3 separate regions of the Mus musculus genome follow, and regions 2 and 3 are each linked to region 1. Evidence: chromatin contacts called from public Hi-C data. All regions are on one chromosome and are shown on one strand. The core of a region is the stretch at or near the end of the contact, and the rest is flanking DNA. Distances in the headings are between cores, read along the strand shown. Region 1 overlaps 4930555G07Rik (RIKEN cDNA 4930555G07 gene). Region 2 has its middle 6.9 kb from the start of Gm29915. Region 3 overlaps 1700113H08Rik (RIKEN cDNA 1700113H08 gene).

The links. A called contact is a pair of places that touch in the nucleus more often than the background predicts.
Region 2: a contact with region 1 is called in a Hi-C map of the N1E-115 cell line, with 6 times the contacts expected there. The contact joins two enhancer-like sites. A contact is called at or near these places in 4 of 39 promoter capture datasets (cranial neural crest, embryonic stem cells, liver and 1 more), 1 of 484 Hi-C or Micro-C datasets (the N1E-115 cell line), 8 of 115 datasets of contacts at active chromatin or transcription factors (embryonic forebrain, embryonic hindbrain, embryonic midbrain and 5 more) and 3 of 9 other capture datasets (embryonic stem cells, embryonic tail and pancreatic islet).
Region 3: a Hi-C map of the N1E-115 cell line shows a contact between it and region 1, with 4 times the contacts expected there. The contact joins two enhancer-like sites. A contact is called at or near these places in 7 of 39 promoter capture datasets (3T3-L1-derived adipocytes, the HPC-7 cell line, cranial neural crest and 3 more), 1 of 15 datasets of contacts at CTCF or cohesin (pro-B cells), 1 of 484 Hi-C or Micro-C datasets (the N1E-115 cell line) and 1 of 115 datasets of contacts at active chromatin or transcription factors (embryonic stem cells).

Annotation. Positions count from the first base shown.
Region 1 is chr10:87,292,073-87,295,213 of GRCm38.p6, reverse strand. The region is part of intron 2 of 4930555G07Rik (RIKEN cDNA 4930555G07 gene); the gene reads right to left. Among named protein-coding and RNA genes, the nearest start is that of 4930555G07Rik, 63 kb to the right of the region's middle. Within about 2 kb of position 1,668, at least 2 of the 459 cell types and tissues checked have an H3K27ac peak or open chromatin away from gene starts, as enhancers often do. A contact at or near this core is called in the N1E-115 cell line, where this site is marked.
Region 2 is chr10:87,499,548-87,502,688 of GRCm38.p6, reverse strand. No RefSeq gene overlaps it. Among named protein-coding and RNA genes, the nearest start is that of Gm29915, 6.9 kb to the left of the region's middle. Within about 2 kb of position 1,703, at least 9 of the 459 cell types and tissues checked have an H3K27ac peak or open chromatin away from gene starts, as enhancers often do. A contact at or near this core is called in the N1E-115 cell line, where this site is marked.
Region 3 is chr10:87,100,099-87,103,239 of GRCm38.p6, reverse strand. The region is part of intron 2 of 1700113H08Rik (RIKEN cDNA 1700113H08 gene); the gene reads right to left. Among named protein-coding and RNA genes, the nearest start is that of 1700113H08Rik, 44 kb to the right of the region's middle. Within about 2 kb of position 1,444, at least 20 of the 459 cell types and tissues checked have an H3K27ac peak or open chromatin away from gene starts, as enhancers often do. A contact at or near this core is called in the N1E-115 cell line, where this site is marked.

The sequences.
Region 1 (3,141 bases), core at 419-2,918:
TGTCTGCTTCCTTCTTGCTAGACCATAAACTACAAAAGAGCATGGACTGTATCTTATGCAGCTTGTACCGTAAGGACCTTGCCCAGCTTCCAACATCTGGCTGACGTCAACACACATTTCTTTAAATGTGTAAATAAACACACTTGTCGTGATTAGATCTCTATGCATAATTTTCTCATGGACTCAGTTCTACTCAAGGCTAATACTAAAACTCTGGCAAGAGCAGACCTGTCCAGCCTCTGAAAGGCAAGCTGGAGGCTTTTTAGGAGTTGTCAGATAAAGCACAGAATGCCCAGTTTAATTTGAATTTCAGATAAATAGAAAATAGCCACTTGCTCTAAATTTATCCTAGATACTATGCAATTATTCTTCGTTGTTTTAGTTGCATATTTCTTGGCTATTCTGTATTTTTATTTTATTAAACCGGGGAGCAAACTAAAGAGAAATAAGAAAGGACCACATGCAACTCAGAGGTTATATGAGCTTTAAGTAGAACAGTTCACTCAAAGGGGCTCTGCTTTAGCTTTCGTTAACTATGTCATTTATCCTTTCCTAAGAAGCTAACCAGCCACTGCACCCTGTTGGTTTTATTAGCAGTTTTGAGAAGATGTTTCTGCATGAAATTTACTGCAAAACCCGCTATGCTGGAAACAAAAATCTAGGTTGCCATCTGCAGATAAAACAAATAAATAAAACTTCAGAAGTAAGACAACAGAAGTAGAAGAGTGAATTGTTTGACACTGAGTCAGGAGATTCTAACTCCTGTCTCTTCCAGCCGTTATTGGTCATCCCACTCAGTGATGTCCAGTACAAACCTGCTGCCAAGGCACAAACAAGTTGTGAGAGAGGCCAACTGCATATTTAAATTCTGGTAAGTGTCTTCATCCACAAAGGTGATGTTACACTGAAAAGAAGAGTGTAAAAATAACTCAACGATTAATTCCATGATGCTAAAATCAGAGGAAGACGGGGTCTGTTTTCTTCCATGTTTGCCAGATGGGGAAAATATAGTGTAGAGCTATGCTGTTACTATTCCAAGAGCCCACAGCTAAGAATGGGATGCCTGGTCTAGCATCAGGACGTGAGAAACCCCAGGCCTAGTTTCTTATAGATCCCACACTCAAGATGTTATTAAACAATAATAAACTTTTTTTGATCTAGAAAATTCCACACTTGCATTCTTTGCCAGCTGGCTTGCAACCTTGCCATGTCTTACAAGCATCTGACAGGGACCTAGCTGCTCTTGATACTCTCAAAGAAGACTCAAATAAGAGCTTTTTCCTTTCTTTTAGCTAATAAAGATCACCCTTACATGAATCGAATGAAACAGTAAGTCAAAAATAAATATAAGTTGATCAAAATATTTTAAGATTTTGAATGTAACTGTCTTCCACCTGTAGACACATCAGATTATAGTAAAGATCTCTCTTTTTACATTTTTGAAAGGATGGCAGCTTTGGCTCAATAGTGTTAGTGAGACAATCCCTTAAGCTGTGTCAAAATGCCACTTGTCCAAGATACCACCCAGATTTGAATAATTTAGAGAGAGAGACAATACACATGCAGAAAGACTGAATCATCTTTTGACTCCTGGGGCTTTTGAGGGCCTGCCTCCTGCAGCCCCTCCCTCCTTCCTGAGGCTGTGTCCTCTCTGTCAGCAGTGACAAGTGCCAATCAAGCCTTTGGTGGTAGAGGGAGGGGCACTGGAGAAGCCAAGCTTGGGAGGGAGGAGAAACACGAACTGCTGTGGAACAATTGCTCAAGGGAGATTCCCTATCAGTGTGTGGTCTGCGGGGAGAGGACTCTTTCCCTTTGCTTGGGCTTCTAATCTCTAACTGACTATTTACCTCTTTTTATAAACTCCAATCTCTCTGTTGCCCCAAAGGCTGCAAAACAAATCGCCTGTCAGCCAGGATTAAGCCGCTTTGTTGGCAATGATTAGCAGGTTTGCTTGTATTTTTAACATCTTCAGCAACAGCCTACCCCATCAAACCACTCAGGGAAAGACTAGCCTTACTTCCACTAAAGCTAAGTGAATGCTGAGGTAACTCAGGAGGAAGGTCTCAGAGAGGCAGAGTTAGCATGACAGGTGACTGTAAAAATATGCACACGCCATTGGATTTTATGTCGTCGTTTTAAATCATGTACTCACCCACACAACTGCCCCCTGGAAATATCCTGCAAATGTCTATATGCCACAAATTATAAGAAACATTTCTGCTGGTTGCCCTAAAAACCCTCCTAGTGGTCAGCATCCTAGATCTGGCTTTCTACAGTTTTCTGTTGTATTCTCGAATATGTCCATTCTAGCACTTAACCATAAAGATTAAAGTGGTATTATTGCCTAGAAATTCTCCTATGCTCTTTGAACAACCTGATGGAAAGGAGCTGCCTTTATCCCCCACCATCCCTGGTACATGTATTGGCTTGTTTCGTGTGCCAATTTGCCACAAGCTAGAGTCATCAGAGAGGAAGGAGCCTCAGTTGAGGAAATGCCTCCACGAGAGCCAGCTGTAAGGTGTTTCTCAATTAGTCATCAATGAGAGAAGACCCAGGCCTTTATGGTTATGCCATCCCTGGGATGGAGGTCCTGGGTTCTATAAGAAATCAGGCTGAAAACGCATGAAATTCAAGAAGAACAAGACCAAAGTGTGGACACTTTACCCTTTCTTAGAAATGGGAACAAAACACCCATGGAAGGAGTTACAGAGACAAAATTTGGAGCTGTGACGAAAGGATGGACCATCTAGTGATTGCCATATGCAGTGATCCATCCCATAATCAGCTTCCAAATGCTGACACCATTGCATACACTAGCAAGATTTCGCTGAAAGGACCCAGATATAGCTCTCTCTTGTGAGACTATGCCGGGGCCTAGCAAACACAGAAGTGGATGATCACAGTCAGCTATTGGATGGGTCACACGGCTCCCAATGGAGGAGCTAGAGAAATTACCCAAGGAGCTAAAGGGAACTGCAACCCTATAGGTGGAACAACAATATGAACTAACCAGTACTCGGGAGCTCTTGTCTTTAGCTGCATATGGATCAAAAGATGGCCTAGTCGGCCATCACTGCAAAGAGAGGCCCATTGGACTTGCAAACTTTATATGCCCCAGTACAGGGTAACGCCAGGGCCAAA
Region 2 (3,141 bases), core at 454-2,953, 210 kb before region 1:
CCCAGAAGAACCAGGCAGGCAAGATTGATGTAACTGGCCTGCTTGTGCCTCCTCTGAAACCTATTACTTACCAGTAAACTTTCCATTTGGCCCTCAGGAGCAGCATTCAGGTTTGCCTGAAGTGGAGAGAGTGGAGAGCCCACTAACTGATAAGCTAAGGAACTCCCAGGCTGCACCACAAGGAGTCAGTCTGAGTCTGGACTTTGGGGAAGTGCTGATGGACATAGGACGCGTGGCCACACAATGGGGACACACGACTGACCTCAGACACTTAGGTTAACTGTCCCACCTTTCAGGGGGGCTGTAGGAGCAGATCGGGAACTCCTGGGAGCCAGGCGCCCCTGTTCTTCATCCACCAGAAGGTTCCCCTAGCCCCTTGAATCTGGAAGCATCTGCAGGCTTGCAGAAACTCCGGATTTCCTGAGCTTTCCAGTTCTACTCTAAGGATATGAGCTAGGGTTCATTCCATGTTGTATAAAGAAAAGTGTCACAGAGGTGATCTTACTGAGCAATGTGGCTGGGAGCAAACCTTCAGAGTGGGCAGGCAGTGCGGTGGCTTCACAAGGAGTTCCACCTGGATGAAAGGAATGAAGAGTGGGTGGCTGAAGGAGGGGAGGTGTGTGCAAAAAATCAGAATTAAGGAAAAGGTTTGGGACAGAAATTCCAGAATGAAGGTGGGGCAGAAACAGCAGAGTTTGGATTTAGGGAGATTTTGTTTGGTTCCTGGGCTTAGTGGTAAGCTCTTATCTGCCTCATTAGCATGAGCTGCGCTCAACACACTCAAATGCTCTAATAATTTATTATGCCATCCCATAGGGGTCGCAGCCCAGGGGCGCAGAGCACAAGACTAGGACCTCAGTAGCTGCGCTGCTACCCAAGAGCTCCCTGCTAGCTCCGGACCCTGCAGCAGTAGACTGTGCAGAGCTGATGCACGTCTGAAATGTCTTTTCCCCTACATTCATCCCCGGGATGGTAGGATAGCTCTGGTCCCTCCAAGATAACTTGGCTTTTGCTGAGCACCAAGTGAGTGGGATTTGAGGTTGGTAGCCAGGGTGTGAGCTTTCCAGGAGTCTGAGAACAATTTAACGACTGCAGCGGCCCCTGTCCCCACTCTGCTTTCACCCCCTCGTTCCAAGATGGTCTATAAAGGGGCGGGGGACAGGGTGGGGGCGATGGACTGAAATCTGGCCACTCACGTCCACGGTTCTATTCACAAAACAGTTTCAAAATAAGTTAACCTCCACAGGGTGTTTACCCCTCCCCTTCTAATTGTCCCGGTTCCTCCTCCCTCTCCCCGTTCCAGTCTGTTTTATGTCCCTCTGCGTTGTGCCAACTATTTTATCTTTATTCCTTCTCTTTCTCTGTCGCCATTCATTCCCTTTTTGTGTGTGTGGCTTCTGGAGCCGATGTGCGGCTCATTACCACCCACTGCAAACTCGCTCCTGTCGCTGAGGTGTTTCTATACAAACCGGAGCGTCCAGTTGTCATATTAATTATTACACTGAGTAATGACTGAAATGGTCAAAATAAGGGGAGACTCAAGAGCGCTTTTTCCTGCTGCTCAAAGATTCAGCAAAGAAGCCTTGCAACAAAGCGCTAATTGGTCCCCAGAAACACTCTGACAAGGCATGGAAGATAGGTTTCACAGAGCCCTGTGATTGTGAGGGGGAAGCTCTGAATGGACCCCACGCTTCTTTTCTAAACTCTCTTGCTGAGCAAAAAAAATGGACCTCTGTTTGAATACTGCCCTGATCCTTGAATACTATACCCAGCAGAGAAAAAAATGCACCATTTATTGTAAGTTTTTTTTTTTCCTTCTTCTTCTTCTTCTTCTTCTCAAGCTATTCAGGGGTTCTCTGTGAAGAATCAGCTGGTTTTGTTTACGGTGAAAGACCTTTGCTTTGTTTTCATTCTTGGAGGAGGTGCGGAGGGGGGTGCTGGGGGAAGAAGACCCATGTGCCTAGACAGAGCTGGCCGGCCTACTGTAACAAGAAAATAGAGTGTAACAAATCCTACAAAAGTTTAGAATGTATTGATTCTTTGGAGAGCTATATAGATTAACGACTTTCTTTATGCTTATCCAAGGAAGGTATTTAATCATAATGTAAATGGGGCTTTAGAAAAAATAATAAAGAGTCGGCATTAGTTCTTCTTATTTGGAGAACTTCAAAAGCTCCTGTGAGGGTGACTGCAAATTACTGCCCCCTCAGTCCCCCCACCCTCCCTCCTTATCCCAAAAGCCACAATAAAATATACTTTGTGCTTGTTTTGTTTCGTTTTTCTCCAACTTTTTTTTTCTTTTCTTTTTAAGACATATTGAAAAAGTGAATAGCTTCATTAGGAGCCTGGAGTTCTTGATGCAGGTGCAGGCCAGGCTGTTAGGACCAAGCTGCAGAGCCAGAGCCAATGTGAGGCTCCTGCTCTTCTGTCCAGGAGAGTGGCCCTCTCCACCTTTGCTGCACACCTAGCACTCACACCAAAGTGACCTGGGAAAGGGCGTGCCTGACAAGGGGCCATCACTTAGGGATGTGCTTTTTTATGTTCCCTGGGTAGGATAGCACCTAGCATGGGCTTAGGGGAGTTTACCCTCCAGGTTCTGTGTTGTGGCTGGCAGGAGCTGTAAACCCCCTTTTCTTGGAGCACCTGGGGTTCTTGGGTTCAAAACTCCTCCAACTTGATGACTGCACTAAAAATATTGTGACAAAAGTCAGAGTCCAAGATTTAACTGCATTTTTTTTCTCTTTATCCCTCATTTAAAAGCCTCTATAAACACAACTTTATTAAAATATTGTTTCATGGAAAACCTAGTTTAGCTGGGTGGTAGCGGCTCATGCATTTAATCCCAGGACTTGAGAAACAGTGGCAGGAGGATCCCTGAGTTTAAGGCCAGCCTGGTCTACAGAGTGAGTTCCATCTAGGACAGCCAGGGCTACATGGTATAACCTTGTATCAGAGAGGAGAGAAAGAGAGAGAGAGAGAGAGAGACAGACAGACAGACAGACAGACAGACAGACACAGACACAGACACAGACAGACACAGACACAGACACAGACACAGACACAGACAGACACAGACACAGACACACAGACACAGCACAGACACAGACAGACACAGACACAGACACAGACACAGACACAGAC
Region 3 (3,141 bases), core at 195-2,694, 190 kb after region 1:
TAATCATGATATATTTCAGCCCTGTTCTCCTGTCCTGCGTTTCTGGTACACATTTCTTTAAAAAAAAAAATGGGGGGGGGGGGGAGTGAGTAGTAGTTAGAAATGATGTTTGTTTCTAAAGTATATTCATTGAAACCAGAAGGGTACATTTATGTATAATGAAGTTTTTGAACTTGATTAGATTTGGTGCTGAATTATTAAATAACTTCTTAAATAACGGGAGAAGGAAGAGGTGTTTCAGGAAGGGCAACAGTGGGCTACAGAGCCTGGGTGGAGGCTCTATTTTCAAAAAATTCCTTGTTCTAGTCAAATCTGTTTAAATTCATTGAAATAAATTTGAGTCCTGTAAAGGTCATGACTCAAACACACACACACACACACACAAAATTGTCTTAAAGGGACTAACCAGGAAGGTTTGCAGTCCCTTTTAGGTCTGAAACAGAAGAGAACTGACCGACGATTCTGACTGTGCCACACGTTAATATAACAACCAATTATCGTTCCGCAAACACAATCTCCGACTTCATTCTTGTTTACAAGGTAACAACTCAGGGCTGTGAGTTAGGAAAATGAAATGATGGACGGGAGCCACCAAGGAAAACTCTGGGCAGGATTTGGGGCTTTTTACTGGATGCGGTCCGTTTCATTAGTGGGTCTGCGTCCCCCGCTGGGCTCTTATTTCTAAGCCTTTTGTTTGGGATTTTCCTTTTAAAATGATATCTCCAACGCAGACATCCACATTTGTGTAAGAAAACACTTTGCACATGTCCGAGAAGCCTGTAGAGTGGTCCTGGAAAGCACAGAAATCTTTTTCAAAGATAAATAAATAAATTAATTAATTAAAGAGAAGAAAATGGATTTTTTTTTTTAGGCTTCCCTAGCAGGTGGGTTTCTGGTGGCTAAAAACCTGTTCCCAAAAAGAAATAAGCCTTTAACTGTGTCGAGAGAAAAGACACACAGGTCCTGATAATCCTGGCAAAACTAAATTGCAGACCTGGGAACATTAAAAAAAAAAAAAGACACAACACCCTTCAAAAGAAAAATAAAACAATACTCCCAAAATAGGCCCGATTATGTGGGTCACTGCATACTGTGTGTTCCCCTGTAGCATTTTATCCCAGTTACTGTTGCCAGGGGACACCTGATGCTCTCATTATATATGTTTGTCTTTCACATCTACATTGGAGCCAGTTTTCCCCCCTTCCATGTTCCCAGAACTGTAACAGAAATAAAAAAAAATAAGGAACGGACCCCATTATTACACAAATACCTACAAAGCAGAGAGAGTGACCCCTGGGGCTCCCCGTGTTGTCCCTGGAAGCATTGATGCCCTCGCCCCCAGGGCCTCTAGCCTTTTGTCAAAAGGTCAAAGCCAGAACCTCAGCTGAGTACCCTCTGTGAAGAATTAACAAGTTGACAATTTGGACCCCCCCTCCACCCCCATCCCCTGGCCCAGCCTGCTTGAATGCTATAAATAGAGACATCTGGATAGAGCCCTTTCACTGCAGTAATTGAAAACGAACACGGATCAAGTTCTGGCCTGTTGTATTCATAAATCTTGAGGCTTAATTACATTAAAGGGAAATCTAGGGCCCAGCACTATGGTAACTGCAGGTTCTATTGGCCGCTTGAATCATGAATCTTTAAGATAAGTGGTTTTTTTTCTCCCCCCCCCCCAACTCTTTAGTAGAGTTGAATGGGAAAATTTCAAACCAGCCTTCTAGTATTAAATGTGCCAGGGAACTTCTGAGAACATCCTGGGCCCCCTCTGTTGGAACATGAGCTTCTACTACATGCCGCTGACAACGTGTGTTTCCTTTAAGCACACTCCTCTTCCGGGGCTTAAAACTAGACGTATTTTTGAGAGTAACAACATACCTGACAGATATTTATTTCAGATATGTCTTCCCCCACAGGTGAACACAGAAAGTGTGCATCTAGCTAAAATTTAATGAGTGTCAGGAGGGAGGGAAATAGCCCAGACTGTAATAGCTTAAAATTCTCAGTGAAGTCAGAACTCTCAGCATCCCCTTTAATAACAAGTTGAAAATGGCACCCTCCAGAGAGAACCACAGACGTGTATAAACAACCTATGGTGGGGTTTTCTTTATTGTTTCATGTAAAGAAAAAAAAAACAATTATTCTATTCTATTTCCCGAAGCTGGATTTCAAAGTGCATAGCATAATGGTTTATAGCTTTGTCTTCATTTTTTTTACACAGGGTGAGTGACATCTGGGCCACTTTGACTGGTGAGGAACACTCATGATTCCTCATTTGGAAATACATGCACACCAGTCACCCTGCGGAGAGGAAGCCCTGGCAGGACCATCTCCAATGGGATCAGAGCCTGTACTGTCCGTAGTTCCTCCCCGTTTCTTCTACATCCTGAGCACATAAGATGCTGTGCAGGGGCCCTGCTCAATGAGCAACACACTGGATGGGATCTGTGAGCTTGGAAGGAATAGCTTCAGGAGCCTCCGTGCCTTTATGCTTGCTTCCCCCCCCCCCCCCCCCACACACACACATCTAGTAAGAATCAACCCATGTGAAAACATGCCCAAGGCTGGGCAGAGACAGCCACTTCATTAATATTTATCCTGAATTTCATCACTCAGACACAGTGTCCACCTAAAGCTACCAACCACCATGCTTACAATAAGGGAAATGTTTCTGCCTTCTGCCTTGGGAAACTGTGTTCCAAAGGAATCAGAAGACTAATACCACAGGACACGGAGTGGTGGGGGAGACTGTTGTTTTTTGGGGTTTTTTTTGTTGTTGTTGTTTTGTTTTGGGGGGTGCGGTTAATCTAGATTTCATGTTATTTTCACCAAAATGCATTAGTGGGAAACCTTTTATAAAGACCTTTTATAAAGCATTTAACTAATGTCTAGAGCAGAATAAAATAGGATGAGACCATGAACTCTCGATTCAAGCCCTGCATCCTGCTCCAATTTGTTAAGACACCTCAGACCATTTGCCTCTCCCGCCCCTCATACCTTAAGCAGGAAACTGAAATAACAGCATCAACATGGTCAATGCTCAGTCACGCCAAAGGTAAAGTAATACAGACACACACTGTTCAGCCTACCGATTGAAAATGCCCAAACGGTAATAGCTGAATTCTCTCACACTTTATTATT